Linked DNA regions of Mus musculus: region 2 is linked to region 1. Evidence: chromatin contacts called from public HiChIP or PLAC-seq data. All regions are on one chromosome and are shown on one strand. Each heading gives the region's core, a stretch centred on a gene start, on an enhancer-like site or on the middle of the called end of the contact. The rest is flanking DNA. Distances are from core to core; before and after follow the strand shown. Region 1 overlaps Pde4b (phosphodiesterase 4B, cAMP specific). Region 2 overlaps Sgip1 (SH3-domain GRB2-like (endophilin) interacting protein 1).

Region 1 (6,801 bases), core at 1,373-3,872:
CAAAATATACAAATCTCTGAAAGACATTCCAGGTACACACTAAAGAAGATGGCTATTAATTTTCAAAGAATATGTACATTCTGATCAGATTATACCTCTGAAGAATTGTGAATGCAAAGACGATGTGATTCCTCTGTATGCCACTGATATGTCACACATATCAGTCATTGCTACTGGATGATGGAAGAGGCCATTTCGGGTACTGGGTGGTGAGTACTCTCAACAGTACCACCGGTCTTTTGGAAGCCATCAAGTACTTCAAGGAAATGTCTCTGATTAACAACCCCAAATGAAAGCTACAGTTTTCAAAATTAACTCCTGGGACAACGGAAGTGTAAGTTTTTATTTGCAGCCAAGAAATACAGTCCTGGTCCTTCATTTCATTAAGGTGGAAAGGAAACCACCTTAGCAGAAATTTTAAGATTTTTTTTTACCCTTTGGGTGGCAAAGCTCGGGCAGACAATGGACCGCTTTATGCAGAGCAAAGAGCCAAAAGATAAAAGAAACCGTAAGCTAAGAGAAGTATAGCTCTGGGTGGGAGTTCCTTTCACATAATAAACCACACTAGCCAGATGTCTCATGAAAACCACGCCAAGGACATAATTACTGCTTAAATGCTACATTCAAGACAGGGAGTGGTACCCTGGAACCCACGTTAAATATCCCAGAAAGCAACTTCTAAATTCCATGGATCTTACAGCTCCAATTGTTAACATAATGCATGTAGTGGGGAGGGGGAATGCTTTCTGTATGCCGTGTGCACCCCTGGTAGACAATCTTATCTTCACTTTCTTTTCTTATTTATTGGTGGGCACTGACCACCTAGCAGTAGAGTGGCCTGTATCAGTGGACTCTCAGCTCTCCAACCTACCCCTACCATATTGGTCCACTTGTGGCTTAAAACCAACACCACTCAGGTCTTAGCCAGAACCTCACAGAAGTGCTCTCTGCCCCTATTGGAGAAGTGCTAGAGGATCTGCCTTTCCTGAAGTTTTTGTCCTTTGAAGCTGATTATAGAGATATGTGAGATCATGCTGGAGATAGTAGCTCATACCTGTATTCCCAAGTACTTCAGAAGCCTACCCCACGTCTACTTGGATCTGTGTAACACATCAGTTTGGTCTCAAATATGGTTATACTAAAGAAGCTTGTGAAATCTATAATCTAGATTGCCATGAGATCAAGGCCAGCCCGAGCCACAAGGTGAGTTAGTGAGTTCCAGGTCATCTGGGGCTATAGAGGGAAACCCTATCTTGAAATAAGATAATCTAAAAGTCTAACAATACATGGCAAGACTAACTCTATAAAACACAGATATGGACTTGCAAGAAGATCAGCAGATGCCGAGGGCTAACTGCTGGAGACATACTCCCTTTTATAAATATGTCTTGTCTTGGACAAATGTGACACAAGGCGTCCTGGTTTGAGAGATGGTTCTCAGTGTGAGGGTGATCATGCCTCTAGGTACATTCTGTGCACGATATTTGTTTAGGGTCTTAAGATACCTGTTTCCCAGAGCTTTGTGTAATCCAGAACACACAGCGATGTGAAGACCCAATTTTTAAGGAAGCAGCTTCAATGTATCAATTATCAGGGTTAGGCTGTCTCTAATGCTACTGATAGAGGAGGAACAGCCACACCTATGCTAACAAATAGCATTGAAAATATCATGCCAGCCCCATGTCTACTTGGATCTGTGTAACACATCAGTTTGGTCTCAAATGTGGTTATACTAAAGAAGCTTGTGAAATCTACTCATCATTTCTTCCTTGTCCCACCTGTAACATTCTGACCTGGGGCTACATTCTTAAGGACACTGGCTTAGTTAATGTTTGCCTTTAGCTTCTCTGATTGTCCTCTGTTTCTTACATGGCTCCTACATAAACGTTTAAGCTGTCCAAGGACTTTTTCTGCACCCAGGGGGAGTGAACAGGTGCTCACTAGAAGCTGTGTGGTTGATCATAGTCAGGTCATTTAATCTCAGCCTTGACTCCTTATCTGTAAAGTGGAAGTAATAATATCTGTCACGACTATTGCTTGTGGAGGCCATTGCTGAGATAATTGATATGAAAACCCTTCTAGGTTCAGTAAGATGAATTATCAGTTATAATAGCTTACAGTTACTATGCTATATGCCAGTTGAGTGCTTTCTGAATATTAATTCACTTAATCCCCATACAACCTTATCTTACAGTTTAGGAAACCAAGATCCAGAAAAGATAATTAACTTGCCCACGTATATGATTTCCAAGCAGAATGATTCTAAGCAGATTCCAGAACTGAATGTGTGGCCAATATGAATAGTCCCAGAAACCAATTACCCGGAGAACAACACGCAATGGTAAGGAAATTCCTAATTTCCAGTAAAGACAGTGTGTTAGGTCATTAGCATGCCTTTGGGCCAAATAGAGATCACTCAGGTAGGCTTAGCAGGATCAGAAAAGCATATTGAAAAAGATGACACTCAACCTAAAAGATGTCAGAACATGGCTAATCTGACTGTGACAGGTATAAGAAGACAGTCTAGGCAGAAAGTGTAGAGGGGAATAGACAGAAAACTCCTGGGTCCCAGTTGCTCCAGCCCATGTGACAGAGATGTGATCTGACTGCTCACTGATTAATCACCGGCACTTCCTGTTAGCACATAAGCCACAAAGGAGCAGAGACCTTAGCTGTGTGGACCACTATGAGATCATCAGTGCTTGATATAAAGTGAATGGCCAGTAAGTATCTGTGCAATTAGGTACATGCAGGCATGGATGAATAGTATGTATGAAATAAATATTCAAGGGATGGATTATTAAGTGAATAAATAGGAAGCAAAGCTCCAAACCCAAGTTCCACATATTGGCTGGGTGTCCCTGAGTGTTGAAAGTTTCAGATTTGCTTTTTTGTTTATATCTCAGATTCTGGAATATCTTAATCTGCATGGTGAGAAATCTTAGGGAAGGGAATCAAGACTGAATAGAAAATTCATTTGTTTTATGTGCACATTCCATAAATAACCCAATGGCGATCTCATAGTGCAACTCTGTGCAAGCGATCACTCGAGGCCAGATGTGGATCTCTTCATTCTTGGCATCATATCAGAGTTCAAAAAGCCTGAATTTTGGATTTTTTTGATAGGGAATGCTCAACTATTTCTTTTTTTCTAAATATACTACAACCAATGTTCCATCATGTTAATTTAATCTGGGTGGTGAGGCATCTTAGCTACAATGTATAAGCATCTACTTTTCATCCCAAAGAGTGGTCCCCTGCAATGCCCTAGCCAAAGATGGGCATGATCACACAAATAGTGTGTAAGATAATGCTCTCTGGTGAGAGCCTGCAGAACAGTGGAGAGACCGGGATAGGAGAGATGCCACAGCAGTATGCAACTTCCTCTTGCAAGGAGACTTACTGCAGAACAAACCACAGGACAGTGAGAGGAGGATAATTGTCCAATTAGGCTCTACCTGCACTTCCTATTACCTGCCTCATCAGAATCTGGATGAAGTCAAACAAATGATGGATGGACCACTTAACAAAGACTGAATATAGATCCTGCTGTGGTAACTACTGACTGGAAAGCAAGAGAATCAAGCCTCAGATCCAATGTTTCTCTAACCCATGGTACATCCACAAGCTAGTTGCCAGATTCCTGACACTCAAGATTTCCTTCTCTAAACCAGAGGTTGAATGCATGGGTTTGCAAACCTCTCCTAACCTTTGCCAAGATCGTGGGTTCTATGACCCTCTGAGGCTATGATGATCTTTGAAACGCAAGAGAACTTCTTGGCCCTTAGACTGTATATTTCCAGATGGGTTGTGTGTTGTGACTCAGCTTATAGGGCTGGTCTCTAATGTTTGAGTCCAGTGTCCTTCAGCGTTCTGTGCTGTTGTGGGAGGGAACTAAAATTCTGCAGAACAACGAGGCTTACTTGTTCGGCGCTCCATGAAGGTTCGTCAGCAGGGTGAAGTTGTTTCTTACACTTCGCAAGCTGGCAAGAACCTGCAAGGAGAATGTTTCAGAATTGGTTAGGGTCAAAGGACTGTATTTAAAATCACACCAGTGATGAATTTCAGGCGAGCATGATCCCTACGTACCTGGGCAAAAGGAGTGACAATCAGGTCATCGCCGTGTCTGGTGAAAAGAGAGAAAGAAGCAGAAGAGATGAATATCAACTGCGACACACATGTTACACTAAGTTTATCAGTGTTAGTGACCTACTTGTTCTGGGAGAAAGGCAGGAGCCCATGAACCTGAAAGAGAAAAACACTACCCAGCTCGTGACTCCCAGCCTAACTGTGTGATTCTGTCTAAAAGCTTTGGCAAGTAAGCATGTGCCCTTGGGGCATGCGGTCCCACTAAATGGCAAGCCCAGATTCCTATAATTCATACTGACTTGTGGATTTGACTTGCCTGAGCCAGGAAACTCAAAGGGCTGCCCATAGGCACACTGTGCACTGGAAAAAATGGTATAACAGTCTGGATAAAGGGTAACATTGGATTTCCTGGCTTTTGTTGATTTGAACCACAGCTTTAATACCATTTAAATACAGATTTCTGTCTGGGAATTCCATTACTTTTTGTTTTTAATATAATCTTTTTTTCTTTTTCTTTTTAAAGTACCCAAGGAAAAAAATTTTAATGGGAATGTGCAGTCTGAGCCTCCTAAGCAGTAACAGTTGACACTCATCTGGTCCCAAAGACCTAATTACGCTCTACCTCCTGTTTCATCAGTCTGCGCTTGGGACCAGTGAAACTATGTTTGCAGCAACGCACTTTCCGTGCGCTGGCATCTGCTCCCTTAATCTGCTAAAGACTGCCTTCAGCAAGCTCTCAGCTGAAGGTTTGGGAAACCGCATTAGCCACCATCACCAAATTAGGTTAATTTGCTGGCACCCCGTGAATCAGCAACATGGAAGCTGATGGCAGTGAACTCCCCTCCCTGTCTGGCCTACCTCCTCTGTCCTCTACCATCACAGCAAAGGTGGCCCTTCCTTCATGGTCATGCGAGGGTACCCTGCAATAATTAAACACCTTCCGGGTACCAGGCACCATGCAACGTTGGGTTTCAGAGCGGAAGAGCACGAGTGTCCATGTCTACCCTTCTCTGATATGGGCTTTAGCAAAGTGCCTTGTTAGTGTGGCGGTCTCCACCCTCGTCTTTAGTCAGGCATTCTCTGAAACGCTTCGAAGGCCCAGTTTGAACAGTGATAAGAACCAGAAAGGGAACTGGCAAGCAGTAAGCATTCTTTATGTGATTGGCTGTTGTGTGTTGGCAAGCAGTAAGCATTCTTTATGTGATTGGCCGCTGTGTGCACTGGTACATTTACTATTGGCCGTGCAGCTGTGAGGCAAGCACATCGCAGGTGCTATCAAGTCAGTAGCCGCTACCTAGCACTTAGCTGGGCCTCTTTGCTCCCCAAGATCTGTGCTTTTGACACAATACTTGTGATTTTATGATGGCATATGATGACCCAGTTGGCAAAGCAAATTATGCAGAAGCCACAATCTTGCAAATAAAAACGTAATGAAGGAGATCGAAAAATGCACACAAACACAGAAAGAAATACACACAGTGGGTACTGAGTGGGAGCATGAATGAAATACTGAATACCAAAAGAGAGATTAACTCTAGATTAGTGGAAGTAAGAAGGGCTTGGCTGAGTCAGTAGTGTCTGAGATGGGCTTTTAGAGGCAGGGGTGTACTCGGTAAGAAGGCAGAGAGGATAGATGCTACTAATGAGAGAAATGGTTACGGCAGAGAGTTTCACATGGAAAAACAGTGAATAAAATCATTGGCGGCTATAGGAAAACATTTACTGTAGGCATGTGTAGAGAATAAGGTTGAAAGCCTATGATGTTGTGATTAACTTCACAGGACCAGGTAAGCCAGGGAGGGAGTTCAGTGAAGGGTGGGGGGGGGGGGGTGGTGGTGGTGAGATAGACAAGCCAAGAATGTGTTTTTTAAAAAATAAAATAAAAAACGTCGTGGTTGCTGAGGGGCAGGACTTCAGGGAGAGCCCTGGGAGCACCGCTGAGAGGGTTACTGGCAATGAGAAAGAGGAGATGCGGCCAAGAAGGGAACAGGAAATGATGCATTGAAGAGACGCCAGGGATCTTGTTAGAATTCAGCATTTGCTTGCATAAGGAAATAGTATTTTCAAAAAAAAAAAAAAAAAAGAGCATCTGAGAAAATAGTCATGAGAAAAACAAAAAAAAAAAGTGCAGAGGACTTGGGAATTTTCATGGGACCCATGGAGCTTTAGGGTACATGCTGAGTTTAAGGTGATCAGGGTCACCCAGGTGGCACTACGGACTAGGATGGTGGTGTTAACAAGGGATTGATACTACAGAGTTAGGCTTCGCCAAGGCGGGAGGGAGAGCTATGGTGGGGGGATGACTTTGTTCATGGCAGTATCTGTAGTTAAGGAGGCCAGAGGAGAGGCTCAGGGGTTTCAGAAAGGGACTAAAAGCAGAGAGAATAAAAATGGAGTCAGAAATGATTGTTAGAAATGGCATGTGGTAACTTGCACCCCAACTGCCTGCATTTTCATATGGCAAACGTCCAGATGGGTGAAAGATCTTCCTGTCCAGATTTTCGAGATAAAGCTGACATAGTTCATAATATGCAAGGGTGAGTTGGAGCCCAGGGAAATTGATTCAGAGTTATGCAGATCTTCAGTGACCCTGGATATCTGGTGTTTAATTACGGAATGGAAGTCAAGTCATTTAGGGAGACAGACAGTGCAACACACACTGAGCTGGGTGTCAAATCATCCAATAAGACACAGGCATATCAACTCACATGG
Region 2 (6,801 bases), core at 1,514-4,013, 460 kb before region 1:
TACCCTTGAGCTGCTTAATCAACCTACTTGGGCTTATTTACTATGAAAAGTCTTTCCCCTCTTACAACACTCAGTTCAAAGGACCCTTTCTGTAGCCTTCCTTACCATCCTCATCTTTTAGCCTTCTTACTTCACACTTTTCTAGGTTAGATATATGGACAGATTTTAAAAAAAAATGTGTAGTCAAAATATTAAGGTCTTGTCTTCTACCGAATCATATTTACACCCCTTCTTCACCAGACTCTGGATTATCTCATAACACAAACCTTATTTTCCACCCTAGGTGTCTTCACCTATTGCTTCCGGTCTGGTACAGTGCAGTGTAATGGTTTGGTAGAACTTAGATGAGGGAGTCAGCGGGAGTCATTTAGCATCATTTAGTCACTTGAGCATCCCCAGCCTTGTTTGGATGCTGAAGACACAGCAATGGAGAAAGGGGTCAAAATTCATCTGCTGGAGGCTCCATTCCAGTGGACAGGGAGAGACAGACAATGGAAAACTGGGGGAAAAATGTATGTGTGGGGTGTTAGGGGTATGGAGGTGGTGGGGGAAGGGAGGGAGGGATGGAAGAGGTGGTGGGGAGGGTGAAGGGAGAGGAAGGGGCTGCTGTTTGTTGGCTGGATAAGAAATTCTGTTTGATAAATTTGTTGAAAACCCAAAGTGAGGGGTCAAACTGCTCATGTACATGGGAGAAAACTTCAGTGAAGCAGAGAGAGAGACTGAGTGGGAGACAGAATGAGGCAGAGAAGAGAAACAGCTATAGGCTAATGTGGTGGAAGTGGAGAGAACAGGGAGGTATATAGACAAGGAAGGAGGGAACAATCCAGGTTAGATCAGAGAGGGGGCAACTGGGTGTGGCTGGCAGCTCTTCATCAACAGAACACAGAGCGCCCAGGACCTCAGAAATCCCTGGGAAGTGTTTTCCCTGGGAACAGATGAGAGTTTGGAGCAAGGGAGTGGTGTGCTGTGCGGAGATGGACTTCAGAGGGGCCAGAGTAGAAGCTGAGAACACCAGTTACATCTCTAAATATGTCAGTGAGTGAATAAATGAAAGCCAGTAAGAAGGTAAGGTAGAGGACCCGCTGTGTGATTCCCCCAGGATTTCCACCACAGAGTACACATTCTCTCCACATTTTATTAATTTTTAAGAATAAATATGCTTCTGTTTTCTTAGTTCTTATCAGTCTCAGTGTTCAAGGCATCAGTCAGCGACCAATGACTCTTCCAACTCCTATAACAGGTAGTTGGTCAAGTTGTTCTAACAGAGTCTACAGGACTAATATCTATGTAGTAAGTATTTGTCAGCCTAAGCTGGCAGTGTTTATGTGCCTTATATGAGCCCCTCTCCTTTCTCCCCCATTCTCTCTCTTTCTCTCATGCCCCACCTCTCTGGATCAACCCCAGGCTTGTAGTGTTTGCTTCTTTGTATTATTATAGATCTAGAATAAAACCTAGTTGCTGTTGAAAAAGCTATGCCGCCCAGGAAGAACGAAAGATCGAGTGACTGGGTAGGATGACTCGGGGGCTGGATTACTAATTATATTGGCTTTCTAGGAGTGGATCAGGAGAGTCATGATGTTTCGAAACAATGTTTCAGAAGGGGAGAATGGATCCATACGTTGCCAGGTGAATTCCCACTTAAATGTGTTGCTCCAATGGTATTTAATTCTCACTGTTTAATAAAATTAGTAATGCCAATTGTGAGCACATCCGAGGCTTGTCCTAGATTGTAAGTTTTTCTTGTTTTTAAAGCCCGGTTCTTGTGAGTGAAGATAGAACTAAGAGCCATTCATCGCTCACTTAGGCTTCTTTTTGTTTATTGATGGGACTCAGGCCTAGAATTAAATTAATGATGCACTTGGCACACTTCTGGTGCAAGTGTTTGGTGTGCAAGGTAGATTAATGATTCCTGTCAACAGTTTGGAGCCAGGATTCCCATTGGAACAGAGTGCTGAGAGCCGTATATCTCTCTGTGAAGAAATGCACACATAAGATGTGGCTCACGTACGTAACGTACGTACGTAACGTCAGAACATGGGAGGCAGAGGCAGATCGTTGTGAGTTCAAAGCCAGTCTGTTCTATGTTGCCATCTCCAGACCAACCAGCTACATAGTAAGATTGTCTTTGAAAAAAAAAAAAAAGGATATGCACTATAATTTCAGAGAATTTTTAGATTTATGGATCTGATCCATAGAACTCTTTTTCAGAAGGCAGGGCTGTCAGTGTCCTCCCCACCCTACCCCCACACTAGATAGAACCAGGCTTTTAGAAGACCGCAGGCCTCATCCCAGGCTTACTTGCTTGGATCTGCTCCTTTGAAGTAGGCGTTGACAGTTTCTGTGAAAGCTGCTGCGACCGGGAGGGTGTCCTGGGCCCCCATAGTTAGGGGACTGGGCCCCCGGGAGGAACCTGTGGGAGACGAAAGACTTCCACTTATTTTCAGCTTCTGTAAAAATACACTGTATATGTCAAAATACAAATACACTGCATTAAAGTTCACTAAAGGATCGGAGGGTGGGGTGACTCTCACTAAGAATGTGATTAAACAGTAGCTGTGTGTTCAACTCAGAGCACAAGTATTTAAGAGGAAATATTTGGCTGGCTTGTAGACAAACGTACAGAAGAAAATCCAAGCAGATAACAAAGTCACAAGGGTTTACAATCGTCCTGTATAAAGCAAGAGGCAGTATTTGCATGACAGTTTGTGCAGCAGGTGGTTAAAAGAGAGAAGTGTTAGTTTCCTATTTCCCGTTAGAGCCTTCCACCAATCACGTGCTCAGATTGAAAACTCACACGCCTTCCTTTGGAAGAGATGGTCGCGTGGTGTTACAGAGCTCAGAGCTATGTTTCTGCATTATTTCTCTTTTAAAAAGCTCAGTTGCTCTCAGACTCAGCAGGTCAAGCTCCTTGCCTGAAGCGTGTGCCACCGAAACGTACACATTGACAAAAGAAGGCACTCATGCCTCGGACCAAAGCGGTATCTCCGTGCACCAGGCGAGCCAATGAGTGCCTACCATGCAGGGCTTCACTCCACCTTCCCCTTAGTCCGGAAGATAGGCAAGTCACATTTTACAGGAGAGGAAGCTGAAGTTTAGAGAGCGTTGTCCAAGATAATACAGTTTTCCAAGCAGTAAAACAAGAATCCAAACCTAGATTTGCTTTTCTGTAAAGTTTGTATTTTTACCGTCATGGATTTTTGCAATCCTCTCTCCCCTACTTTTTTCTACTTCATTCAGCTCTTAGTATCTTGTACTTGGTAGTTGGTCATCAATTTAATGAGTATTTGTTAGTATCATGTATCAAGTCCTCGGGTCCCTCAGCTGAGGATGCTCAAGATGAGTTAAACATGGTCTTTGTCCCGGGGAGCGACACTTCAGTGTGTAGTTATGGCCATCCTCATACAACAGCATCCCCACTGGCATTACCATTTCCGAGAGCACAGGCCTCCCTCAGCATTCTTTTCTTCACATTTACTATCTGCGTTATGATACTCACTTAGCAGACTATATTACAGGCATGGCTCCCAGCATGCAACACTTCCAGGGGATGTTGGAAACCTTAGGATATTGGGGTCTCATGGAAAGAATTTAAGTCTTTGACAGTATGCTATTGAAGGAGATATGACTCTACCTCTTTCCTGAATAACTCTTTGCTTTCTGGCCTCTATGAGACAAAAATGCCCCCTCCAATACACATTTTTGACAGGATACACTGTGCCACCACAGGCCTACAGCCCAGGGCCAAGGAACTGTCACCCCAAATAAACCTTTCTTCCTTTTATGTTGATCTTTTTTAAAAAGTTTTTTTTTTTAATTTTTATTTAATGTGCAATGGCCTGCCTGTATGTCTGTGTGAGGGTGTCAGATCCTGGAACTGGGGTTACAGACAGTTGTGAGATGCCAGTGGGTTCTGGGAATTGAACCCAAGTCCTCTGGAAGTTCTTAACTGCTATTAAATAGTTAACTGATGAGCCACCTCTCCAGTCCCTAAATTGAAGATCTTAAACATTTTATTCCAATAACAGAAAACCAATTAATACAGGACCAAGGCTCAAAGAGTTTCTACAACTTGCTCAGTTTTTGTCTAGCCGGAATGCAAAAATTTTAAGATTGCTACTAAAGTATGTGTGAATTCAAAATGTAGGCTCTGAGGACTATATTATTTTGTTTCCCTAGTGGAAAATTATAGGGCCATATGGGTCAAGAAAACAATTTCAGACAATTGGAGTGTGCATGCCACGGGATTGCAGATTTCCTGAAATAGAACCAAGATCATACCAACCTTTCCTTAAGAATCACCTATTGTTAGATCCGAGAAAGGTGATGTCTACACTCATTTATAGATAATTAGATAAGAACGGAAGAAGTGATTTTATAGTGTTGCTCAATTCATTTGCTTACTTGGATATTTATGGAATGATTAACAAGTCCTGAAGACAAGGTTCCCTAGCTGATACTAACAAGTAGGTCAGAGTGGAAAGGGGTTTAGGCTGTTATCATTATAGCAAGATCATGTTTCCACGTGATCGGAACTTAGAGCTTTGGTGAGGTAGTAATAAAACAAAACAAAACAAAACACCTGCATCAAATACAGTAATTCAGCAAGTGCTTTAAAAGGCTGGTGTGGGAAAAGAAAACGGGATGGTTAGAAATTCAGTGATGAAGAGTTTTATAAATTATCTTGGAAAATTTGTAAGTGAAAACATACACTAAAATAATTTTCCTTTGAGAATCTATATGAAAATCTCCGCATATGTCACAGAGCAAAGTACACATATATACAAGATTTGTACAATCTGAAGTAGCAGTATCGGTTTCTTGAGTTCTTTGGGGTTCCTGGAACTGAGATGATTAGAAAAGTTTCCTAGAGCCAAGCGTGGTGGCACACGCCTTTAATTTCAGCACTCGGGAGGCAGAGACAGGCAGATTTCTGAGTTCGAGGCCAGCCTGGTCTACAAAGTGAGTTCCAGGACAGCCAGGGCTATACAGAGAAACCCTGTCTCGAAAAACCAAAAGAAAAGTCCCCTAGAAAATGAGAGACTATCTGGTGTGTGTGTGTGTGTGTGTGTGTGTGTGTGTGTGTGTGTGTGTACTCTACATTTAGATCATGTTCAGTATAATGTAGCCTACTCACTTCCCTTGTGTGTGCCTGTAGGGACCAGAGGTTGACATTGCATGTCTTCTTCAGTCCCTTTTGTTCCATCTTCTGAGACAAGAATTTATAACTAAAGCTGGAGCTAACTGTTTTCCACTAAATCATCTGGGTAGCAGGCCCCGGGACCCACCTGCCTCACGTCAGTTTTGGAGTCACAGAGGCATACAGAGCCATGCCTGGCTTGCCCTTGGCACTGAGGATTGAACTCAGATCCACAAGCATATGTAGCCAAGCCCTTTACCCACCGAGCTATCTATCCAGTCCGAGGACTCGTCTTAAAAAGAAAATAAAATCGATAAGAATTACAGATGTTAACAGATAAAGAGAATATCATGGGCATTTTATTCTTCAAAATTGCAAAACATTTGAATAGCCAGGATAATTTTGTGAGTAAAGTGATATGATTTAGGTGGATAATGGTCTTTTAAAGTGAATGGACAATTACATGAGTCATGCTATGAATCAATGGAAGATGTTTACTGAGGAAGGCATCACTGGTAAGTGGTCTGGAGCTCTGCTCACAGACTGGCCTTTTATTACCAGAATTGTTAGGGGTGGGTGATGGGGGTGATGATGGCAGTACCAGTGATGATGATGGTACCAGTGTGGAGACTAGAATAGACATTCAGCCATGACACTGCGTAGAGTCTGGGAGAATGGGATTTGGCATCCAGCCTGGGATGGTTTCTTTTTCTGATACTTGTCTGAACTATTTTTGGGCAGGAATGATTCAATCATAACGTTTTGTAGGCCTGTTGTGAGGATAAAAATGTATTGCATTTAGAGTAGTGCTTGGTCTGTAACAGCATCAAATTAGCTATTTTTATGATGATTGTCACAACTTAACACAGTATGGAGATTATCTGAGTAAGACAGGCTTTCTGATGTGCTCAAGAATTTTTAAAAACTTGGGATATTGAGATGAAACTGATGAGAAAAGTAGCAAAAATAAATATGAAATTCCTATATATTAAGATTGAAAAATTGTCAAGCAATTTGGACATGGTGTTGCATATCTATAACCCCAGCATCCAGGAGGCTGAAGCAGGAGGATGACAAGTTGAGAGCAGTCTGGGCTACATACTGAGACTGTCTCAAAAGTCAAAACAAAACAAAAACATTGGAATAAATAAGGCAACCATTTGTGGTTTTGACAAAGAAAACTATCTCAGTAGATGAATATGTGGAAAAATAAAACCAACTGGGGGATTTAGTTGGTTGATGAGTTTGTAAGAAGGTCCCAGGAGCACTTCAGCAGTTAGATGAAACTCTGGGATACCATGAGGACAAAGCTCTAACTCAGATCTATCACTTTCTGTCACCTGACCCCTCCTAGTGGCCCCTACCATCTTCTACTGTTGCTGTGTCCACTTCTTGGACACTATAATCATTCCTATGGATTTGATCAATAAAGTTACAAAAGCAGAAACATATATAAGATAAATATTTACAGAGAACACTTTTACCTTAAAGCACCCACAATTTACAGTTCTAATTCTTTCATAGGCTTGAACTTTGCCAAAAATAGAGCATCTTTGTATTTAATTTAATTTAATTTAATTTAATTTTATTTTTTATGTATTTCTTTGGTCATCACATTCTGGTCTGTGTATAATTTCCAACAGCTATTTAATGCCTCTACAAAA

Evidence for each region. HiChIP or PLAC-seq counts read pairs in DNA pulled down with a chosen protein or histone mark.
Region 2: a contact with region 1 is called in an H3K4me3 HiChIP or PLAC-seq map of bone marrow-derived macrophages, with 4 times the contacts expected there. The contact joins two enhancer-like sites.

Annotation. Positions count from the first base shown.
Region 1 is chr4:102,494,947-102,501,747 of GRCm38.p6, reverse strand. It overlaps Pde4b (phosphodiesterase 4B, cAMP specific), which reads right to left. Exons shown (of 15, transcript NM_019840.2): 3 at 4,090-4,126; 4 at 3,924-3,994. Among named protein-coding and RNA genes, the nearest start is that of Gm52668, 17 kb to the left of the region's middle. Within about 2 kb of position 2,622, at least 28 of the 459 cell types and tissues checked have an H3K27ac peak or open chromatin away from gene starts, as enhancers often do. A contact at or near this core is called in bone marrow-derived macrophages, where this site is marked.
Region 2 is chr4:102,951,708-102,958,508 of GRCm38.p6, reverse strand. It overlaps Sgip1 (SH3-domain GRB2-like (endophilin) interacting protein 1), which reads right to left. Exons shown (of 26, transcript NM_001285852.1): 20 at 2,299-2,410. Among named protein-coding and RNA genes, the nearest start is that of Tctex1d1, 31 kb to the left of the region's middle. Within about 2 kb of position 2,763, at least 41 of the 459 cell types and tissues checked have an H3K27ac peak or open chromatin away from gene starts, as enhancers often do. A contact at or near this core is called in bone marrow-derived macrophages, where this site is marked.